Linked DNA regions of Pan troglodytes: region 2 is linked to region 1. A link is a contact called in public HiChIP or PLAC-seq data. All regions are on one chromosome and are shown on one strand. Each heading gives the region's core, a stretch centred on a gene start, on an enhancer-like site or on the middle of the called end of the contact. The rest is flanking DNA. Distances are from core to core; before and after follow the strand shown.

Region 1 (4,205 bases), core at 1,552-4,051:
AGTGAGCCATGATCATGCCACCGCAATCCAGCCTAGGTGACAAAGAGAGACTATCTCAAAAACAAGAAACAAAACAAAACCATACCAAGACAGTGAGTTCCCCACTGCTGGAAGCAATCAAGGAAGCAGTAGAAGAGATTTCTGCTTTGGGTAGTTGGGTTGAATGAGATGACCACTAAGATCCCTTTGAACACCAAGGTTTGGCCATTTTATCAGCATCTGGATTGTGAAGTGTCTGATGCTTCTGAGTGTCCATTTCCCCATCTACCTTCTACAGATTCCTGAGACCTCCCCCAGTATGGAAAGAGAATCTTAAAACTGAAGAGTCTGTGCACTGATGTATTAACCAGATTCTCTACTTCAGCTCTGGGATCCTAGTGTACCACAGAAGACTGGGTCTCGAACTGGGGGGCTTGAATCCTACCCATTCCCACTGAATCAGGATGGGGCAAGTTGGGCTGGGGCCAATGGGAGCTCTGAGGCAGGAGGTGACTTTCCCAGTGTCAGGTGGTAAGGGTAGTCGCTGGGAGGAAGGCACTTTAGAGATGCATGTCTCTTGACCAAGGGAGGAAGGCAATTTAGAGATGGATGTCCCTTGACTGAGGGACCAAGGACGGACCCCGGGGAGCCGAGCATCAAGGGGCTGTGGGAGAAAAGATGGGAGTCGCAGGGCCAGCTGGCAGCCAGGCCCAGCAGGCTCGTCCCCTCAGCCCGGTGGGGGTGGTGCTGGCGGTGCTGGCATGCCAAGGCCTCCTGGACCAGGGTTAACTTTCGGAGTCAGCCTCAACCTATATACTCCCTGAAATCAGACCAATTCAAGATGCACTGGAATGAGCACATTTCTTACTGGAGCCCCATTTAAAAAATATCCTGGCCAGGCACGGTGGCTCATGCCTGTAATCCCAACACTTTGGGAGGCCAAGGCAGGCAGATCACCTGAGGTCAGGAGTTCGAGACCAGCCCAGCCAACATGGCGAAACCCCATTTCTACTAAAAATACAAAAATGCCGGGCGCAGTGGCTCATGCCTGTAATCTCAGCACTTTGGGAGGCCGAGGCGCGGATCACCTGAAGTCAGGTGGTCGAGACCAGCCTGACCAACATGGAGAAACCCCATCTCTACTAAAAATACAAAATTAGCTGGGTGTGGTGGCACGTGCCTGTAATCCCAGCTACTTGGGAGGCTGAGGCAGGAGAATCGCTTGAACCTGGGAAGCGGAGGTTGCGGTGAGCCGAGATTGCACCGTTGCACTCCAGCCTGGGCAACAAGAGGGAAACTCTGTCTCAAAAAAAAAACAAACAACAACAAAAACAAAAATTAGCCAGGTGTGTCTCAAAAAACAAAACAAAACAAAACAAATTCTCCAGGTATGGTGGCAGGTGCTTATAATCCCAGCTACTTGGGAAGCTGAGGCAGGACAATCGCTTGAACCCAGGAGGCAGAGGTTGCAGTGAGCCGATATTGCTCCACTGCACTTCAGCCTGAGCGACAGAGTGAGACTCTGTCTCAAGAAAAAAAAAAAGCCATAAAACAACAATAAAATACATATCCCATGGGGAACACGCCCTGTCAGACATTTAAATCTGCTTTAAAGGCTGCCACCTTGGAGAAATGACACTGGCCTGAGAAGCTAGGGCAGTTCGGGGGTCTGAGTAGACATCCCAGGGGATCAGGGCTGGGGTGTGCTAACCAGACTCTGGACAGCTGGGGTGCCCCCTGAGGTCAATGTCCTACACCCCGAGAGCGAGTGCAGGGACCATGGAGCCTTGCGTTGCTGTGGGAGGCAGCTATGCTGGGTCTGCCCAGTTTCTTTTTCTTTTCTCTTTCTTCCTTTTTTTTTTGAGATAGGGTCTTATTTTGTTGCCCAGGCTGGAGTGTAGTGGCGTGATCTCGGCTCTCTCCAGCCTTGAACTTCTAGGCTCAGGTGATTCTCCTGCTCAGCATCCAGAGTAGCTGGGACCACAGGCGTGCACCGTCATACCTGGCTAATTTTTTTCTGTAGAGACGGCGTCTCACTGTGCTGGCCAGGTTGGTCTCAAACTCCTGGGCTCAAGCAATCTGCCCCCCTCGGCCTCCCAAAGTGCTGAGATTACAGGCGGGAGCCCTGGCGTTGTTGGCTGTTTTGCTTTCAGCGCTCACGGAGGGCTAGCACCTGCGGCAGGCCTGGGAACAGAGGGAGCCGCATTTCCAGAGACACAGCTCCTCCACTTCCCACCCCGGGCCGTCCCTCCCATGAGTCACCCTGTTATCCCCCCACAGCCAAATATAGCTCCCAAAGCCTGCCGGAAACAAAGGGAGTAGCGCCGTGCCTGGTGCTGAGTGGGGGGCAGTGCGGGAGGCGCACCCTGAGGCTAGGGGCCTGCCAGCCCACCCTTCACCCCTTCCTGTCCCGGGGCTGGGGTCTCTGCTGTACCTCTAATCTCACAGTTTCTCTTGCAAACACGGGGGAATTTGGGGAAACATCCCGTAGAGAAGCAGTGACCACTTCCTCCTAGGGGATTGTGGGCCACTCCAGGGGACAAAGAGCCGGGTGGGGGTCCTTTCCTCCACAAGATGAGGCCAAGATCCTGTTGGGCAGGGGCTCTGCTTCTGCGATCACCCAGGGTGTGTCCGGCCCTGGCCCTCCCCAGCAGCCTCTAGGGTGTCACCCGGGCACTCAGAGCCACCACATAAGGAAATGTTTGTGCCTCGGGGGCTGGGCAGTGGCTCACACACGTCCTCCCTCCCTCTCTCCCCGCCCAGCCTGCCTCCCAGATGGCCTGGGCTGGGGCAGTTGGACCCAGGAGGAACCGCCCTGAGGCCAGGGGTGGGGAATCGGCCCAGCCTACGATTCACCTCAGGCCTCAGCTGAGGACAAGGCAGGGAGAGGGCCGGATGCCGGGCGTATGGGCCACACTTGGTGGTCCTCCTGCTGCGCCGCCTCAGGGGACACCCTGCCTGGCTTTGCCTGTGCTGGCCGGAAATCATCTCCCCTTACTCCCCAGCAATGCAAGCTGCATGTGCAGCAGGAGGGAGGGTAGGACACATCAGAAACCACCGGGCTCGGCGATTGGGCTTTGAGATCTTGGAGCTACCACACCCAAGAGACTAGGAGCTGGGGGTGGCCGGGAGGGATCTACTCCCTGAAGAGCACCCACCCACCCAGCCCAGTGTTTCCCCTGGGAGCCCAGGGCAGCCTTACTTCTCAGGGTTGTAACTAGGCCTCCTGACTACCCCCAGCCACCACTTACATGGGAAACATTTTATAACCTGCTTTCTGGCGGGCAAGGCCAGGCTCCCGTGGGCTGCCTTCCTTCTGAAGTTTTCCATTCAATTATTTACACGAGCCCACAGACCTCTGCAGGAAGTCGGCAGGCACAGGGTGGCATTTATTCTTCTGCTGTCTCATTTGTGGAGGAACCTCCCTTCTCTTGAATGTGGCTCCTTTGGAGGTCAGAGGCTGAGGACGGTGGCATCATCTAGATCCCTGTTGTTTATTCTTGAGGCCAGAGCATTCCCCACCAGGTGTTTCCCAGGCACGGACCCCTTGCCCAGCGTGGCATTCAGAGGGGGCAGCTCCGGCCGCCTGCTCAGGAGTGGGGTGGGATGGGGAGCTGCCTCTGGAGCCTTGTGCTGAAGGAGAGGACCGTTGACGGAGAAGGACATCACCCAGGTCCTGGGGCCTTTGGGGAAAGTAGGAAACCTGCCTGTTCTACAGGAGAAGAGACCACCTCACCAACTTTGAAGGATGCAGGCCTTGTTTAGAGCAGATCTCAGAACTGGTGCCCTGAGGGCTCCAGGCCTTGGCCCTGCTGGTGGATGAAAGTGGCACAACCTGCCCTGAGGCCTGAGTGTCACGGGAACAACAGCTAGACGGCTAGACACTGGCCCCCTCACCCCACCTCCCAGGGTGGCACGGCTATCCAGATATGGTGCTGAGGGAGGTCAGTGGGATAGCCCCACCATGGCCTCCCCCGCAGACTGCCCTGCACTGAGGACTGTCCCCATCCCCTTCTGAGGAGGGTCCCAACTGGTGTCCCAGAGTGCAGTCAACTCCCCGTTACTCCCAGAAGCAGGGGCTGGGGGCAATGCCCAGGCCTGGGAAAGAGGAAGGCAGTGCCTGGCAGGGCCACTCTCTTGGTGGGGAGAAGGGCCTGCCGCCATCCAATCCCCAGCTTCTCTGTTTTAATTCAAGATGCACGGGGCTGGGTGGGGAGGGTGAAGGC
Region 2 (4,433 bases), core at 49-2,548, 41 kb before region 1:
AGTGGGCTGCCTGAGGGCACCGCGCCGGGGGCGGGCCGTTTCCCCGCGAGAGGGAGCAATAGCGGGCTTGAGGCAGTCCAGCTGCTGCGCGCCAAACACCGCCCGAGCGGCGGCGCGCGGACCCCGAGGGGGCGGGCGGCGTCCAGCCTCACCTTGGTGGTGATTTCGGAGCTGGTGTCTACGACTGCGTCTGACATGGTGGGGCACGCCGGTGATCCGATGCAGGGGATTAAAAAGAAAGCGAGAGTTCAGGGACTCTGGCGATAAAGCTGCCGGAGTCCGCGGCGGCGGAGGAGGCGCGCGGCGGAGGCGGCTGCGGCGAGCAAGGAGGCGGACGAGGAACAATGCAAAGATGGCTTTTCAGAGCAGCCAGTGGGGGACTCACGCGGCGCCAGAAGCTTTAATATAGATTAGTGGGCGGCGCTCGGCTTCCCATGCCCGGCCGCTATTGGCTGAGCGCAGGGAGCGGGCGCTCGCTCATTGGCTCGATTCCGAACAATGGACAAGCGTGCTTAAAGCGGCAGTGCCCCGGCGCGTCCCGCGCTGCGCAGTCGCCGATCGCACTGTCATTCAAGGCCCGAGTTTGCCGGGTCTCAGCGGGGCCGAGGGCGCGGGGGAGGGGTGCGCGAGCGCGTTCCGGACGCGCGCTCCCGCAGCTGTTTTGCTGGGGCTGCTGACGCAGAAAGCCAAAGCGCGGCAAAGCTGCCCGCCCAGCCCCCTTCCCTCCCTCTCCCGCCCTCCCCGCGGCTGCTCGGAAGGAGGGGGAGGGAAGAGGGGGAGGGAAGAGGGGGCGGCGGGCGCACGACGGCTGCCAGCGCGGGGGAGGGGAAGGCGGGGTGCTGGGCCGCGCTCGCCCCGGGCGGTGCCCAGCGCAGTGCCCGCGGAGGTGCCCGCCCCCCGCGCCTGGGCGCCTTCGACCAAGGATTGTCCCAGTGCAAGTGGACGGCAGCCCCACGACGAGCAACGAGGTCACGAGGCCGAGACCCGGGCACCTGGGCCGCCCCGTCCCTCTGCCATGCCCTCGCGCCCTCCCAGGGCAGGGCACCCCTAGTCCTGTGGGCAGGCGACCCCGATTGCCCACCATCAGGTCCGGCGTCCGTCGGCCAAGTAGGTCGACAAGCGGGCACCGTCCCAAGCACACACGGATTCATGTATCAAGCGGACTCGATGCGCGATGCCGGCTCCAGCCCTCGAGTGGGACAGCCCGCGGGCCCCGCACGGCATAGCGGTCCCCTCATTCTAGGGCTCTAGTTAGGGTCTGTCCCGAGCGGTCACTGCCGTCGCGACAGCCTCAGGGCAGCCTCCTCCAGGGGCCTGCCGGGCCATCGAGTCTACCCTTCTCCCACCCCACTGCTGGACTGCGATGGGCACATGAACATTACAGAGTTCCTCGGGGAAAATCATCGTCTCTGGAGCCAGTTGGGCTAATCTTTGGGGACTACCTGAAATTTGGGGGGCCATTTAGAGAACCATGCGGAGCCCCGAGAAAGGGGAGCATCAAAACGCCACACTCAAGATGGCGCCGGGCTCGGCAAGCGTGGCGTGACGTAGCGATCTAGCTCACGTGGGCGATCCGAGAACAACAGGCTACGCTGGCCTTATCGCCACCGCACTTAGCTGTCGAACTAAGAAATCGGTTGTGTGGGAAAAAGGACCAGAATAGGTGGAAACATAGTCCAGAAATTTACCTGTGCCACACACAAGATGGCGAGACGTAGGGTTCGTCCCTGTGCTGCCAAAAGGGGGCGCCCGACACGGAAGGCGGGACTCCGGAAACACGAGCGCACATTGGCCGAGAGTGGCGGGCGAACACAAAGTTGACGCTTTGCGTCCTTCCATTGGCAGTTTCTTCCGTCTGTCTCTCGGGTGCAGCCGAGCTGGGAATGGGGAAAACCCGGAGTGTGGGATCGTGGAGGGAGGACGATGCCAAGTCCCGCAGAGCTTGCGCTCGGGGCTAGAAGAGAGACTGAGTCTCCCTTCTCAGTTTCATTAGGTAATGGGCGACATGGCTCCGTCTCCACAGCGGGGCTTTGCTGAGCTTAGCACGCAGTCTCCCGGCGGGGAGGAGGCGCGCAGTGCCGGGCGCCACTCCGTCTCCAGTACGCGTTAGGCTCGCGTTCCCAGGTGCCCGTCTGGCCGCTGGACTGTTGGCCTTTCCGGAGCGAGTTTTACTTTAGGAAGAAGCCCGGGCTCCCGGTAGTTTGGCCTGAAGAAACGTGGGGCAGATGCTGGGCAGGGCGGGGATACCGCGCCAACACCCACTGCCCAGCGGTCGCCCTCCTATGCAGCGGCGAAGGGACGCCCGCTGTGTCTCCGCCCTGCCCCCAGGCGCCCCAGTGGCTGGAGGTGGCATTCTCCACTGGACGGGCGCGCCTCAATCCGGGGGACTTCCACAGTGCTGTTCCCGAGGACCACGCGTCTCAACTCTTTGTCGGGTTCCCTCCCTCCCACTGCCAGTCTGTCTTCACCGCCGCGCAGACCTGGGGCCGCCCTTCACAGAGGAAGGGCTCCTTGGCCTCAGCCACCGTGACCCCCTCCTTTGTGTCACATTCTCAGAGAGTTGGAGGGATTATGCGTCATCGTAAACAGGGGGACAGAGCGCCTTCCACCTGCGGCGCATCCATTAAGTTCCAGTTACCCTCGAGAGGATTGTTTTTTCCACGAAACCCAGATGCAATGAGAGCCTGGCTTGTACCATCTCTAAGCATCGAGGCTTCCCCCTCGTCTGGGTGGTGGCCTTCGGGCAGTGGCTCCGGAAAGGCCATCAAGGCTTCCCCGTCGTCTGGATGGTGGCCTTCGGGCAGTGGACTGTGTCCACAGCTGAAAACCAGACTTGACAGTTCTGGATTCAGGCTGTTGTGGGAGCGGGAAGGTCAAACACCCAGAAGGAACTGATGAATGTGAATTTCCCTCTAAGAACTGCTTTGCCTGGCCGGGCGCGGTGGCTCACGCTTGCAATTCCAGCACTTTGGGAAGCTGAGGTGGGTGGATGCCGAGGTGAGTGGATCACGAGGTCAGGAGTTCGAGACCAGCCTGACCAACATAGTGAAACCCCCGTCTCTACTAAAAATACAAAAATTAGCCGGGCCTGGTGGCGTGCGCCTGTAATCCCAGCTACTCGGGAGGCTGAGACAGGAGAATCGCTTGAATCCGGGAGGCAGAGGTTGCAGGAGCTGAGATCACGCCATTGCACTCCAGCCTGGGCAACAGAGTGAGACTCCATCTCAAAAAAAAAAAAACAAAAAAAGAACTGTTTTCTGACGTTATTCCCATGCAGGTGCCTTTGCTAGAAGTGGGTGAGGAAGGCTCATGCCCATCTGGTTCCAGAACCACCACTTAAATTTCCCAAACACTCACTGAATGCCCGCTGTGTACATGGCAGTGAGCCTTTGACTCATGCTTCATTTTCATGTACAAGGTGGGTAGGACAGTTATGGAGTTGAACCATATGAAACTGATGTCTATGTAGGTGAAAACGAACTGAAAACACATTTACAGGTTCAGCTTCTGATATAACCCTCCTTTTAACAAATCAAAAAAGCAAACCTAGGGATTATAGCAAGGGACTTGGAGTTACCCACTGGATCAATGATGGAGCCGAGGCTAAGTCCTAAAACAGAGGAATCTGCATTTTTAGATGAGCCCTGGGGCAGAAGTTGCCCCCATGGACCTCCCTCTCATCCCAGGAGTGTGGTATCTGACAGCTCATAGTGGGGGAGTTATTTAGGCTATGAAGAACCGTGTTCCTTCAGCAACAGATAGCTCCCTACCTCTTTTGCTGTTTCTTTTTTTTTTTTTTTTTTTTTTTTTTTTGAGACAGAGTCTCACTCTGTTCAGCCCAGGCTGGAGTGCAGTGGCGTGATCTCAGCTCACCACAACCTCCGCCTCCCGGGTTCAAGGGATTCTTCAGCCTCCTCAGCCTCGCGAGTAGCTGGGACTACAGGCGTGCACCACCATGCCTGGCCAATTTTTGTATTTTTAGTACAGATGGGGTTTACTATTTTTGTATTTTTAGTACAGACGGGGTTTCACCATATTGGCCAGGCTGGTCTCAAACTCCTGACCTCATGATCCGCCCACCTCGGCCTCCCAAAGTGCTGGGATGACAGGCGTGAGCCACCGTGCCAGGCTTTTTTTTTTTTTGAGACGAAGTTTCACTCTGTTGCCCAGGCTGGGGTGCATTGGCATGATCTTGGCTCACTGCAACCTCCGCCTCGTGGGTTCAAGTGATTCTCCTGCCTCCCTCAGCCTCCTGAGAAGCCAGGATTACAGGTACCTGCTACCATGCCCAGCTAATTTTTGTATTTTTAGTAGAGACGGGGTTTCACCATGTTGGCCAGGGTGGTCTCAAACTGACCTCAAGTGATCCGCCCGCCTCAGCCTCCCAAAGTGCTGGGATTACAGGCATGAGCCACCACACCGGCCCTCTTTTG

Evidence for each region. HiChIP or PLAC-seq counts read pairs in DNA pulled down with a chosen protein or histone mark.
Region 2: an H3K4me3 HiChIP or PLAC-seq map of stem cell-derived excitatory neurons shows a contact between it and region 1, with 4 times the contacts expected there. The contact joins the promoter of PTMA here to the enhancer-like site in region 1. A contact is called at or near these places in 5 of 7 Hi-C or Micro-C datasets (blood, induced pluripotent stem cells, a lymphoblastoid cell line and 1 more), 1 of 1 datasets of contacts at active chromatin or transcription factors (stem cell-derived excitatory neurons) and 1 of 1 other capture datasets (stem cell-derived neural stem cells).

The regions. Positions count from the first base shown.
Region 1 is chr13:133,910,302-133,914,506 of NHGRI_mPanTro3-v2.0_pri, reverse strand. No RefSeq gene overlaps it. Among named protein-coding and RNA genes, the nearest start is that of PTMA, 41 kb to the left of the region's middle. Within about 2 kb of position 2,801, at least 19 of the 24 cell types and tissues checked have an H3K27ac peak or open chromatin away from gene starts, as enhancers often do. A contact at or near this core is called in induced pluripotent stem cells, a lymphoblastoid cell line, stem cell-derived excitatory neurons and 2 more, where this site is marked.
Region 2 is chr13:133,949,776-133,954,208 of NHGRI_mPanTro3-v2.0_pri, reverse strand. It overlaps PTMA (prothymosin alpha), which reads right to left and starts at 1,298. Exons shown (of 5, transcript XM_054678827.2): 1 at 1,082-1,298. The coding sequence starts at 1,084.